Regions from separate parts of the Sus scrofa genome. Here region 1 is linked to region 2. The links are chromatin contacts, called in public Hi-C maps. All regions are on one chromosome and are shown on one strand. Each heading gives the region's core, a stretch centred on a gene start, on an enhancer-like site or on the middle of the called end of the contact. The rest is flanking DNA. Distances are from core to core; before and after follow the strand shown. Region 1 overlaps RIMS3 (regulating synaptic membrane exocytosis protein 3). Region 2 overlaps KCNQ4 (potassium voltage-gated channel subfamily KQT member 4).

What was found. A called contact is a pair of places that touch in the nucleus more often than the background predicts.
Region 1: a contact with region 2 is called in a Hi-C map of fetal liver, with 1.6 times the contacts expected there. The contact joins two enhancer-like sites. A contact is called at or near these places in 2 of 5 promoter capture datasets (fetal liver and liver) and 18 of 47 Hi-C or Micro-C datasets (alveolar macrophages, brain, embryonic fibroblasts and 11 more).

What each region holds. Positions count from the first base shown.
Region 1 is chr6:170,536,885-170,543,766 of Sscrofa11.1, forward strand. It overlaps RIMS3 (regulating synaptic membrane exocytosis protein 3), which reads left to right. Exons shown (of 9, transcript XR_002345277.1): 5 at 589-701; 6 at 2,932-3,033; 7 at 3,285-3,424; 8 at 4,386-6,882. Among named protein-coding and RNA genes, the nearest start is that of RIMS3, 34 kb to the left of the region's middle. Within about 2 kb of position 1,832, at least 10 of the 83 cell types and tissues checked have an H3K27ac peak or open chromatin away from gene starts, as enhancers often do. A contact at or near this core is called in fetal liver, where this site is marked.
Region 2 is chr6:170,342,336-170,349,000 of Sscrofa11.1, forward strand. It overlaps KCNQ4 (potassium voltage-gated channel subfamily KQT member 4), which reads right to left. Exons shown (of 13, transcript XM_021096972.1): 12 at 6,582-6,665; 13 at 3,800-5,981. The coding sequence ends at 5,769. Among named protein-coding and RNA genes, the nearest start is that of CITED4, 21 kb to the left of the region's middle. Within about 2 kb of position 4,011, at least 2 of the 83 cell types and tissues checked have an H3K27ac peak or open chromatin away from gene starts, as enhancers often do. A contact at or near this core is called in fetal liver, where this site is marked.

The sequences.
Region 1 (6,882 bases), core at 582-3,081, 190 kb after region 2:
TGTCTCCTTTAGTACAGCCACTCTGCGAGCTGTTGATCCAGTGTTGCTGTGGCTGTGGCTGTGGTGTAGGCCAGCAGCTGCAGCTCCACTTCGACCCCTAGCCTGGAAACATGGGTATATGCTGCAGGTACGGCCCTTCAAAAAAAAAAAAAAAAAAAAAAAAAGAGAGAGAGAGAAATCCTGGTGCTTGAGGATTAAATACCATGATTACATAGGTTTGTCTCTTAAGTGACATCAAAGTATGTTTCTTTTCTTTTCTTTTTTTCTTTTTAGCAACACCTGTGGCATGTGGAAGTTCCTAGGCTAGGGGTCAAATCAGAGCTACAGCAACACAGGATCCTTAACCCACTGAGCAAAACCAGGGATCAAACCCACATCTTCATGGATACTGGTCGGGTTCGTAACCCACTGAGCCACGACGGGAACTCCCAAAGTATGTTTCTTTAGTGTGCAGTGATGAAGAGTTGTTCGTCCCCAGCCACAGTGGTACACTCGCACTACGTGGAGGGCAGATGGAGGCACAGAGGGAGTGCCCAGTGCCCCAGGGGCCCATCCAGACACCCTCACGCACCCCTCTGCCTCCTCCAGGTTCATCTTCCCCACCCCTCGGCTCGGGGCAGAAAGCCAGTTCAGCGATTTCCTGGATGGGCTGGGACCCGCTCAGATTGTGGGGCGACAGACGCTGGCAACGCCGCCAATGGGTGAGTCTTCTTAAGGGCAGGGCACGTGGGGCAATGGCAGCCACACAGTAGGAGGGGCTGGCTCCGGGGGTCCCTGCGAGGGCGAGGTGAGTGGCAGAAGGGAGCCTTCGCTCAGGCTTTTGTGCCAGTGAGAAGGAACTGGTGGAACACTCATCAGCCCTCCCTTATCAGAGAGGAAGGGGTGCCAGCTTTTCTGCCGGATCGAAGCTGCTTTTCCAGCACATCCCTCCTCACATCACCACCCACTCTCTCTCCCGCCGCCTACCGGGCGTCCGGCAGTGCTAAGGGCCAGGCGTAAAATGGGAACAAAAATCATTGCAGCATCAACATCCATGGAGTGTGCTCCACCGTGGATGCGCTGTGGGACCTTGGGCACATCCCTTCCTGCCCTGGAGCCTCTGTTTCCTCATCTGTAAAGTGGGACGAATAGTACCTGTCTTAGATCTGCAATCTGGAGAGCATGTATTGGGTCTCTCTCTAGTGCTTTGCATGAAATGTTTCATTTGCCCCTTGGAAGTAGCAGGTGACGTAGGACACAGTTCCTCGCAGTGCCTGGCACCTAGAAGCCTTTTCGTAATGTTCTCAGCCCTCGTCCCTGCCGCTGGGAAGTACTCCCTAGTCTATTCTTGGTCCTTGTAGCTGCAGTTCTGGCTCCCTCCCTGCCTCCCTCCCTCCCTCAGACCCTGGCTGTGTTGGCTTCAAGCAGTGCCTCCTAGAGATGCGTCCTCACCACCACCAAACCCGCCCCCCCGTCAGTCTGACCTGAGCAGCGTCTGACCCAGACGTCTGCACTCAGCCCTCATTTAGACAGCGTCTGGCCTTTGACCTCACAGCAAAGGAGGACGCTGAGTGCAGACGGGGTCCTGCTGGGAGCCACGAAGCAGAGCTGGCTTTCCATTCCAGCCTCTTCCCGCCGCCCGGCCCTGTCTTCCTCTAAGGCGGGCACACAGGAGCCTGTCTGCTGGCAGGGAGGTCCACAGGGACCCTCCGATGGCAAGCGTCAGCGCCCATCTGGCTCTTGGGTTGAAACTGGCTAATTCCCAGCTCTTGTTTCCAGGCTTTTAAGAGGCAGTGAGCGGAACCAGCCACTTCCAGGCTAAGGCGCCGTCACAGCCTGGAACCCTTGCGTGTGGTGCCCCCTGGTGTCGCAAACCGGGAAGGTTTGCAGTGGCTCGCCTAGTTAGGGATGTACCACCTGGAGGTGAATTCCTGAGACCGCCCCACCCCGCCTCCCCGGGCCGAGGTCGGCAGTAGCTAGAGGAGAAGGATGAATTCCGAGAGGCCTCCTGGAAGTAGGAAAGTCTCCTCTTCCAAAGTGCCTGAATACAAACAATTGCACGACAGCTCAGAGAATCTAAAATGGGTGGCTGAGCCCAAAGTCTGGCCTATTTTCATTTTTCTGCACCAGGCTTATGATTCTGCATCCCATGGAAGGGTGTCCCAAGTGACTAGTGCAGAATTTCGACTTCTGCTAACCTGCGTCCAACAAAGCTTAGAGTTCTCGAAATTGAATGGCTGACATGGCTCCTCCAGGCAGACTCGCTCCAGCCGGATGATCCCATTTGTGGGGGCGTTTCTGGGTTCCCCGCTCTGGGGACATCTGCTGGCCTTCCTGGCCGTCCTTTCTCAAGGGTGCGAGCAGGCCCTCGTTTCCAGGATGTGCCTTGTGTCCTGGAAGCCCTGAATCTGCTCAGCCAAACAGAAACCCCCACCCCAGAGCCAGGCTTACATTTGCGGTAACCCCAAGCATGTCCCTCGAGGGTCACGCCCCACTGCACCCCAAGGGCCCTATCAGAGCATTTTCCAGCCGCTTTAAACTGGTCTCCTGGCGTTCCCGTCCTGGCTCAGTGGTTAACGAATGTGACTAGCATCCATGAGGATGAAGGTTCCATCCCTGGCCTCGCTCAGTGGGTTAAGGATCTGGCGTTGCCATGAGCTGTGGTGTAGGTCGCAGACACAGCTCGGATCCTGCATTGCTGTGCCTGTGGTATAGGCCGGCGGAGGCAGCTCTGATTCGACCCCTAGCCCAGGGACCTCCATGTGCCGTGAGTGCAGCCCTTAAAAGAATAAACTGGTCTCCTGAGAGCAGCTCCTGCGCTTACAGTTCTGCCCATCTCACACCCTTTCCAGGGCTGTGGCACGCTCTGCAGACGGGCACTCTGCACGGGGGCTGGCCGGCCTGCCCCTTTTGCTCTGGCTCCGCCTGGACTCCCCCTCTTCTGCCTTGCAGGGGATGTGCACGTGGCCATCATGGACCGGAGCGGCCAGCTGGAGGTGGAAGTGATTGAGGCTCGGGGTCTGACCCCCAAACCAGGCTCCAAATCCCTCCCAGGTGAGGCAGGGCAGCTAGGAGATGGCTTCTGCCAGGGAGGGCTCTTCAGCTGAGCGCCGGGTCTCATGAGTCCCAGCTCCCCAGGGGCAGTATTCTCTACACTGGCGTCACGGATTTGCCTGGAGGAGGGGGGAGTCCCATTCAACCTGCTGTCCACCGGTCGGCTCATCCGACCCACCCTTGCTCACGCCCACCGGCCCCTTCATAGCAGCTGCTGAGGCCTCCCCGTCATGTGCTCTTCCATCCCTCAGCCACTTACGTCAAGGTTTACCTGCTTGAGAATGGAGCCTGCTTGGCCAAGAAGAAGACAAAGGCGGCCAAGAAGACCTGTGACCCTCTGTACCAGCAGACTCTGCTCTTTGACGAGGGGCCCCAGGGCAAGGTGCTGCAGGTGAGCGGCCAGGGGGCTGGGGCAGCTCTCAAAGACTGCAAACTGTAACTGAAAATGCATTTCAGGGAGTTCCCCGTCGTGGCTCAGGTTCGTGGTAACAAACCTGACTGGTATCCATGAGGACATGGGTTCGATCCCTGGCCTTGCTCGGTGGGTTAAGGGTCCAGCATTGCCGTGCGCTGTGGTGTAGGTTGCCGCAGATATGGCTAGGATCTGGTGTTGCTATGGCAGTGGCGTAGGCTGGCAGTTGCAGCTCCAGTTTGATCCCTAGCCTGGGAATATGCTGTGGATGTGGCCCTAAAAAGACCAAAAAAAAAAAAAATAGGAAAGAAAATGTATTTCATTTACGATTTCTCCTGTGCCAGGCACATGAATCTGCCTTACCCACTTATTGTCACCACCTGGTGAGGTGTTGCTGCCCCCAGTTGATTCGTAAGGAAACCCTGGTCCAGGGGGATGACTCGACTGCCCCTGAACCAAGGTCGCCCCGCTGGTAGGAAGCAACAGGGTTCTTGACTGCCGTCGTCTTCCAGCCGGCGCTGCCGTGCTGTGGCTCTAGGTCCTGGACTCTCAGTCTGCTCCTCCCTCGGGAAGGCTGTCATCTGGGATGCTGGGAGGCTCTGGCAGTCAGACCCAGCTGCTAACCCCAGCTCTGCCACCCCTTACAGTGTATTTTGGGGTTAGTTAACTAACCTCTCTGAGCTGCATCTCCTCTTTGTGGAAATAATGCATTGTATCTGTACCTGGATGGCTGTAATAATTGAGCTAAGTCGTACCAGGTCTGGAGGGTTGCACCTGGCATTTACTTCAAGTGCCTGGTAGGTTGGTGCCCAAAGTCAGTCTGAATTCTGCCTCTCTCTGACCCATCTGCCCTGGCAAACTTCTACTCGGTTCCTGGGCCTGGCGCCCAGCCCCGGAGTTGGAGCGGTGGCTTAGCCCTTCTCTTCCTGCCCACCGGCAGGTGATCGTCTGGGGAGACTACGGCCGCATGGACCACAAGTGCTTCATGGGCATGGCCCAGATCATGCTGGACGAGCTGGACCTGAGCGCCACGGTCACCGGCTGGTACAAACTCTTCCCCACGTCCTCGGTGGCAGACTCTACGCTCGGCTCCCTGACCAGGCGCTTGTCCCAGTCCTCTCTGGAGAGTGCCACCAGCCCCTCTTGCTCCTAAGGACCTCAGGAGGGAGCCAGGACGCGCGTGAGAAGGGGTGTTGCCGCCCCCCCACCTCCTTCCCTGTAAATAGTCTTCAGGTCTTTCTAGACCCCCTGCCCTGCTGCATGCCTGTGGGCTAGTGGGCCTGTCCAGCGGGCAGTGTGTGTGTGTGTGTGTGTCTGTGTGACCACGTTAGATCCGTTCATCTGTCTGAGTGCAGCAGTCTTGGTGACGACATGGGCCGACATCTGTGTCTCCGTGTCTCGTTGCAAAGATCCCTGAAGGAGTGCTGTGTGACTGTGACTCCCCACCGCACGCCTGAGTCCAGGGGTGGAAGTGGGGGATGGAGCTGCTGGTCCACCCTGCCTGGTCCAGGCTCAGGGCAGTGCCTGTGTGTCCCCCCGTGCCTGTCCTTGGTGGCCCCTGCTTAGTTTTCTGTCTCGGCCTCTGTTCCACCTCCGCCTCTCCCGGCACTGCTGCTCTCGGAGGAATGTAGCATCACCGCAGCTGGCCACCCTGGACCTCCAGGAACCGACACCCTTCCTCTCCACCCAAGGACCTGGCTGCTCTTTCCCCCGAATGCACGGCAGCATCTCACCTGGTGCCCTGGCTGGGGCCCAGGGAGCAGAAGATGCTGGGATGGCCTTCTCCCTGGGGCTGGTACCACCTCCTTCCTGCAAGGGAGATCCGAGGAGGTGTCAGATCCCAGGGTTGCTGGCCAGGCATCTTGGAGGGAGGAGCCAGCCCCTCGCTCCGCATTGCCCTTCGCCTCCTCTCGCCCTCCAAGCCTCCGGCCTGCCAAAGGATCTCCCTCCGTGGACCCAGGAGGGCTGGACTGGGGGGTTCTTGACAAGCAAGAGGTTGGCCCCGCGGGGATGTCATCTGCCAAAGCAGGCAGCCCCTGGAGGCACCCGTGTCCTTCCCAGGCCCTGTTGGAGCCTGGCTCGTTGAGAAGGTGCCGAGGGTGGGGCTGACCTGCTCTGAGAATCCTGACTGCCCTTTGGGGATTAGCTGCATGAAGCTCACCTTTGCGGGCTCTGTTTTTCGTGTGTGTTTTTTTTTTTTTTTGGCTCATTTCCAGACCAGGTTCCCTGTCTGGGAGCTCAGACTCGCTTGGGCTCCAGCCTCCCGGCTCCATGGACAGCCTGGCTCTGAACTCTAGACCGCCACCATCACCAGCTCTGCACAAGCAATACTCCACCTCCCAAGCCCCCCAGCCTCTTGCGCTCTGCCACTGCCCTCGGGGGGCGGCCTGCCTGCTCTGGATGCCGCCCCTGCCTCTCTGCTTTCTTTCCACCCCTGTCTGGTTGGAGCTTCCCCGAGCTACTCAAACCCTGACTGGGTTGGCCAGCTGCTGTCCAGGTGGGCACCAGTGCCTGGACTGGACCTTGTGAGAGAGACATCTGCTGGGGATCCTGAGGTCCGGCTCAGGGTCGCCCAGATCTGCCCCCTTCCTCGTCAGGTCTGGGGTGAAAGGCAAGGGGTTGCCCAGGAGATGGACACAGCAGCCCCCGGGTCCATGTCAGGGGGGAAAGAGGTGGCAGGAGAGGTCAAGGTCTGGGGCAGGCTCCCCTCCTCTGCCTTGTCCCCAGACAGCACCCCCAAGAGCTGCATGGATTCTAACCCACATCCAGGGGGTGGAGGGGGGAGCCAAGGAGAGATGCTTGGGCTCCATTTGTAACCAAAGCCAGACGGGCATGGAGGGGGGTTCTGGGGAGGGAGGGGTTGGAGGGACAGGTATTTCCACCAAGGGGTCTCCGGCAGGGAACACGTTAGACTGAAGCCACGGTCTGGCCACCTCTCTCCCAAGAAACCCAGGGGGAGAAGCCGGGACCCAGCAGTCCTGCCTGCAGACCAGAGGTGGGCCAGGGCAGGCAGTCCTCACAAAATGAGCTCGTTCTTGTCTTATCACAGGCGGGGAACCCTGTGCGTGGAGTTTTCTCTTTCTGCAGAAATTCCCTCCTGGTGTCGGCACTGGCTAATGTGGCGTGTCTCGTGTTTCTAAAATTAGCGCCCTGGGCTCTGCCCTTAGTGCCCAGGCCGGGGAGAGGGAGGCAACTCCCTTGCCAGAGAGTCATTTTATGTCCTGGTGGTGATGTTGAAAAGTTGGCCTCAGGACGGAGTGAGACTCCTCGACACCTCCTGCGGGGGGTTACTGGTGACCCAGAGGACAGCGTAGGCGTATGCTGATGTGGCCCCAAGCGCTGATACCCAGAGCAGGTGGTCAGTCCGGGGCATGGGGGATGTGAATGAGGGGCCCAGGGAGACAGCAGGCGGGGACCTCCCTGCAGAGCGGTCGAGG
Region 2 (6,665 bases), core at 2,761-5,260:
TTTAGTGTAGGTTGGCCTCTCTGCAAAGTCCCTCTAGCACTGAGCCACTTGGTGCCAGGTCGCTCCCACTGGGTCCTTTCTGGCACAGAGGGGGCAGTGGTTCATCCTCATTTTTTTTTTTTTTTTTTTTGCTTTTTTTTAAGGGCCACACCCTCGACATATGGAGGCTCCCAGGCTAGGGGTCGAATGGGAGCCGTAAGCCGCAGTCACAGCAACACAGGATCCGAGCCGCGTCTGCGATCTACACCACAGCTCACAGCAATGCTGGATCCTTAACCCACTGAGTGAGGCCAGGGATCGAACCCGTGTCCTCGTGGATACTAATCAGATTCATTTCCGCTGAGACACAATGGGAACGCCGCATCCTCATTGACAGCCGGCATTTAAGGCGCCAGGAATCAAAGGAAGGTAGGTGGTGTGGCATCTCCCTAGCCGCCAGTATTAGTTCACTGTGGTTGCCACAACAAATTGCTACATACTTGGTGACTGAACAGAATTTATTCTCCTAGAGTTCTGGAGGCCAGGAGTTCCGCATCAGCCTCACTGAGCCTAAATCGAGGTACCAGCAGGGCTGCACTCCTCCTAAAACTCTAGGGAGGAACCTGTGCCGTGACTCCTCCAGCTGGGTGGCCGTTGGTGTTCCTTCGGCCCCATTACTCCAACCTCTGCTTCTGTCTTCACTGTTCCTCCTCCTCTTCCGTGTGTGAGCTCTCCTCCTGCCTGTTTCTTAAAGGGACACTGGCAATGGGGTTTAGGGCCCCGGTCGCCCAGGAGAATCTCCCCATGTCAAGGTCATTCACCTAATCACGTCTGCAAAAATCCTTTTTCCTTTTAAGGTGACATTTTCCAAATTCCAGAGATGCGGACCTGGCGTCTTTGGCTGGTCATGACTCAGGCTACCGCACCCACTCAGGAAAATTTCGCTTCACGTCCCTGCAGCGCTGGCCTCTGCCGGTGTGGAGACCTGAGTTCTCAGGGGAAGGAAAGCCACACAGTTTTCATCGCCTTTGAAGCTAAAACCTCCACTCGGCTGTTTGGGCTTCTCGTGCCCCTCAGACCACAGGCAACGAAAGAGGAGAGGTAGTGGCTGCCTGACTGGGAGGCCTCTACAGCCAAGAGCAGGGAGGGCTACGTCTGGGACCTGGGGGATCCTCAAGGGTCCCCTTTCCCATGCACACAAGTTAACAAAAAGCCACGACACCCGACCGGGCAGGACCACTGATGCTCCAGGAACGATTAGTGGAGTCACTCTACCACGCAGCAAACTGCAACTAGCTGAGGTCCTATCTGTGGGCAAAGGGACACAGGACGGTGGGGAGAAGGGACACACACACACACACACACACACACACACACACACATATGTAGCCACTCAATTAGTGACATACGTATAATATGCAAAGAAAAACATTCCTCAATTGAATGTATCTATCCGGGAATCGCTACCATCTATCTATCAACTGTGGCATTGTGGGAGTTCTCACTGTGGCGCATTGGGGTCAGTGGCATCTTGGGAGCCCTGGGAAGCAGGGTCAATCCCTGGTCTGCACAGTGGGTTAGGGATCCAGTGCCGACGCAGCCGCAGCTTAGATTGCTCCTGTGGCTCAGATACGATCCCTGGCCCGGAAATTCCATATGCCACGAGGCGGCCAAAAAAAAAAAAAGAAAAACCTATGGCCTTGTGACCGGTTACCAGAAGGTCTACAGCTACGCTCATGTTCTTCCCTGCTTGGTGTCTGCTGGGGGCTTGGGGGTGACATTAAGTGATTTTTCTCTCCTCTTTTTCCTTCATTATTATTATTATTATTTGTCTTTTGAGGGCCGCACCTATATAGAGGTTCCCAGGCAAGGGGTCGAATCAGAGCTGTGCCGCCAACCTACACCACAGCCACAGCAGCCCCAGAACTGAGTCACATCTTCGATCTACGCTGCAGCTTGCAGCAAAGTCCAATCCTTAACCCACTGAGCAAGGCCAGGGATCGAACCCGCAACCTCATGGTTCCTAGTCGGATTCGTTTCCGCTGCGCCATGACGGGAACTCCTTCATTATTTTATTTAAAGACGTAAGTGATTGCTAACTTTACAGTCTAGCCTCTTGTCACAGGTGCAACCGTGACTGACTTAGAGTAATGAACCTCACCCAAATACGGATTCGGTGACTAACCCCCAGAGCCGGATACATCTATTGGACGAGGGGACATCTCGTCTTCCTCACTTCCAGGAGGGGGCTTGGAGTGTCTTCATTCGATGTAGGCTAGCTTCAGCTTATTAGGCAGAAGCTACGGTTGCTAGATGGAACTTCAAATGTGTGTGGATTGATCCGAATTGACCCTGGGTGTCCAAAGGGGTGGCCAGTGTCAGTTACGAAGCCGTTGTCTTTTAGTTCCAGAGGCAGCCTTCTGTCCTTTGCTCTGTGAAACTGGAGCTGGGACTGCAAACCACGTCGCCTCGGTCAGCCGGCTCTGACAGCAAGGGGCCCGGGGAAAGACTGGAGGCGAGACGAGTGGGGATTTTCCTTCTTTTGTTACTAACCTCATCAGCAGGGGCCTGGTAGCTGCAGTTGCTCCCAGACAAGGTTCACTGTGGCTCCCAGGAGGTACGAGGACCAGCAGACGGTGCCCCATCTCCAGACCTCTGAGCCCTAGCGCTTTGGGGTTTAAGCCATGGGTTCTGCTGGCCCCAACCTCTTCCCTCTACTGCTGCAGCATTCGACGTGGGAGCTGCTTCCTGCAGTGGTTTCCTCTCATTTATCCCGTTCTGTCTGTTCTTTTTCATCCCACTTACATCGGTGGGACGCATTCCCTCCAGTAAATTCTTTATGGTCTTCTCTGTCCTTTTTTTTTTTTTTTTTTTTTTGGCTGTGCCCATGGCATGCAAAAGTTTGTGGGCCAGGAAATCAAACCTGAGCCACAGCGCCATAGCAGTGACAACACTTGAGTTCTTAACCACCAGACCACCAGGAAACTCCTAAATTCTCTGTGCTGAAAAACCTAGTGGCTCAGGGGTTAAGAACCCGACACAGTGTCTGTGAGGGTGCTGTGGTGTAGGCCGGCAGCTGCAGCTCCAATTTGACCCCTAGCCTGGGAACGTCCATATGTCGCAGGTGCGGCCACAAAAAGAAAAAAAGGAAAGAAAAACCTATAGTGTCGTTTCTGTCTTCCTGACTCTGGAACCTGACTGATACGAACCATTAGGAAGCTGGTACGCACTTCCACTGGGATAACAGGACAAGAGAAAGGAAGCTTGGAAGTGCCGGGGCATCACGAGAGCCAGCCTGCCCAAGTGGAGGTCTGAGACCAAGACAGAGACCTCTGACACACTGCAGCACCCAGAACTAGCTATGCATGAAGCCTCATCTATCCCCTGGACTCTTTAGTTATCTGGGCCAGTACATTTCTTTTCTTTCTTTCCCTCCTTTTTCCCTTTTCTTTTTTTACAGACTCTCCTGCGGCATATGGAAGTTCCCAGATTAGCGGTCATATGGGAGCTGCAGCTGCTGGCCTATGCCACAGCCACAGCAGCCCCAGAACCGAGCCACATCTTTGATCTACGCCACAGCTTGCAGCAAAGGCCAGATCCTTAACTCACTGAGCGAGGCCAGGGGTTGAACCCACATCCTCATGGCTACTAGTCGGGTTCTTAACCCAGTCAGCCACCACAGGAGCTTTGTTTTTTTTGGCTTAAGGCATTTCAGGCTGCATTTTCTGCTGTTTACAACCTGACTCATCCATATCTCCTCGTCCCCACCCACAGACCAAGGGCCCCAGTCCATGGGCACTGAAGAGCCAAGACCAACCGCCTCCTACTGAAAACTTTAATGAAATCAATAAGTTAATAAGTTAACAAAGTGAGGTACTTGCATATCCGAGAACCGGGTGGGAAGCCTGGGTCCTGGAAGGGGGAGGGCTTCTGCCAAGGGTCCTTTGGTCACAGGATGATCCCATCCCCGCCCTCTCCACAGCTCTGTCCCTCGGGGGCGGAGGCGTGGCTCTCGGGGGACAGTGCGGTGCAGGTGACGTGAGCCAGGACAGGCTCCATCCAGGGCATGATGGTCACATGCAGAGGGCATGTGGAGGCAGAGGCTGGGCACCGTGGGGCTGAGCAAGATCCAACCCCAGCCCTGGCACGGGTGCATGCAGGTCCCCAGTCATGAGATGCAGGCAGCTGGGCCTGAGCCCCTTATTCTCTGGCACCCCACAAAGGGTGGCCCTTGGTCCACTACCCATCCCCCTCCGGCCACCTGCCTTGGCTTTGCAGAAGAGCAACAGAGGCGTAGGGAGGCCGAAGAGGTGCTGGGGGCCTGGAGTGGACAGGGGCTTCTGTGGTCAGGGGGCTGCCAACTGAAGTGCAGAGTGGGGTGTGGGAGGAGGGAAAGAGTGCATGTGAGCGCCACACGCGCAGGTGGTGCCTGACAAGCGGGACTTGCGGGATGCGTTATTATTCTCTCTGGTTGTTAGTTGGAGTGACTGGAAAGAGGGCAAGCCTGGAGAGAAGCGGGCCCGCTAACCACCCTGGGGAAGGGTCTGGGGTCTTTCCAGTGTTGTCCAGGCCCCAGAGGCCTAGGCCTGAGTTGTGCTGTGGGGACGCCCAGCAGGGCCCTCGGGGGCAGGCAGAGGCAGCAGTTAGGGCTCCTGGACCCGTGAGGAGTCGATCTTCTCGAGAAAGGAGAGCTGGTAAAGTTCTGGGCTGGGGCCTGGAGACACCTGGGGTCCCATCCGAGCTCCCTCTCCTACCCGGATGGTGTGGGGGGCTCCTTGTAGCTGACCTCGCCCTGCAAGGCCAGTCCACTGGCATCAGCGGCCAAGGCCCAGGAGAGGCTGAGGGGCTCTGTGCTCAAGTCTCCAAGTGTGAGTGATTGTGTGTGTCCGCGTGAGTGTGAGGGACTTCCTGCATGCCTGGAGGGACATGTTTGTGTGACCGGGGGAACATGGTCCGTGGGGTGGGAGAGTACAGAGACCTGTGCTGCCGGGGTGTCTAGGGTCAGAGGAGGGGGAACCTCTGCCAGGAAGAGGGAGCCCCTGGGAGAGGACACCTGCTAATGGGAAGAAAGGCCCAGGCACTGCCCCTGGGGAGGCGGGGGGGACGCAGGCCCCATGCTGGAAGGGGAGGGGGTGATAAGCCAAAGAACGCGGATGGGGTCATGGCCAAGCAGCCTGAGACCAGCTACTGCTGGGGCCCCTTCTCCCAGCGGGAGAGGGGCAGAGGGACCCCATGGGGGTCCCCAAAGTTGCATATTTAACATAGTTTGCATATATGGTGCCCACCTGCCTTGGGGCAGGGTCCTGTGCTTGTGGGTACCTGTGTGGGCACCTTGGGCCCGCCCCCAAGAGGGGCAGGGACTTGGCGGGAGGGCTTCCCTGCTCTGTCCGAAGGGTGAAGGGCGGGCCAAAGACCTCACCTTGCATAGCTGGAAGCGGGGTCAGGGCCCAGGGCCCCAGCGCCTTGCTCCCACTCCCGGGGTAGTGCCCCTGCCAGGCAGGCCATGTCGGGCCTTGGTGGAACAGGCGGGGCACTGCGGGGCCTAGAGGCCGCGGGACAGCGCCGCTGCTGCCCTCCGTGCGGCCTGGCATCTCAGGCTCCTGAGGTGGGGTGGGTCGCTGGCACCCACATCGGGGATCTCGCCCACCCAGGCAGCTCAACACTGCGTGTGGCCTCTCTCCCACGAGGGAGCGAGTTCAAGTAAGAGAGGAGTCCAGAGGCCTCAGAGGGCGAGTCCGAGCGGCAGGCCCCGGGGCTGGCCGTGTGCTTCCCCGCCCCCGAGAAGCGCCTCAGTCCATGTTGGTGCTGACCGAGCGGGAGATGCTGAGCGTCTGTGCGGAGACGGAGAGGTCCTCGTGGTCCACGGGGCTGTGGTAGTCGGAGGTGGTGTCCGGGTCGAAGAGCGGCACTTGCACGGCGCCCAGGCTGGCCGAAGTGCCAGGGCGCAGGCAGCGCGAGTAGAAGCCCAGCAGCAGGTCCAGCTTGTGCTCGATGGACTGCACCTGGGGGCGGGGCGGGCTGGAGGCGGGGCTTGGCCGGGACTGGAGGTGGGACTTGGGGCGGGGCTTGGCCGGGACTGGGCGGGGCGATGGCGGGGCGGGGCTTGGGCAAAGCGCCGAAATGGGTGGAACGAGAGCGGCGAGGAGGCGGGGCTTGTCGGGGAAGGACCGCGAGTGGGAGATGCGGCTCCTCCCGCAGGAGGTGCCACGGCAAAGCCCGAGGGCGTTTCGCCGGAGGGACGAAGCCGGGAACCCGGGATTTACTCCCTCCGACCCCAACTCCGAACAGAATTTAGTTGTGTTGGGTTGGAACGGTGCGGGTGATGGGGACAGCTGGGGCGGGGTTCAATGAAGTAGATGGGATTTAGACGGGCTTTTCTGAGACCTCGAGCGGGGCTTGGTTGGAGAGGGTGGGGTTTACTGGGGTAGGTTAGCAGGAGTGGACGGGCTTACTGGGAAGCGGGGCTTATCTGCGGGGCAGATGCCTCTGGGCTGCGGCTCTGAGAAGGGCACCCTCCCCTTGGGCTTGACCCTGGGGCCTTCCAGAGCTTCTCGGCCAACAACTAGCTCTGCCGCCCGAGCGCCACTCCCGCCCACACTCACCTGCTTCTCCACCTTGACCACGCGTCCCATCATACTGATTTCATCCACCGCCTCCATGTCGGAGGGCCCTTTGTCGCTCTTCTC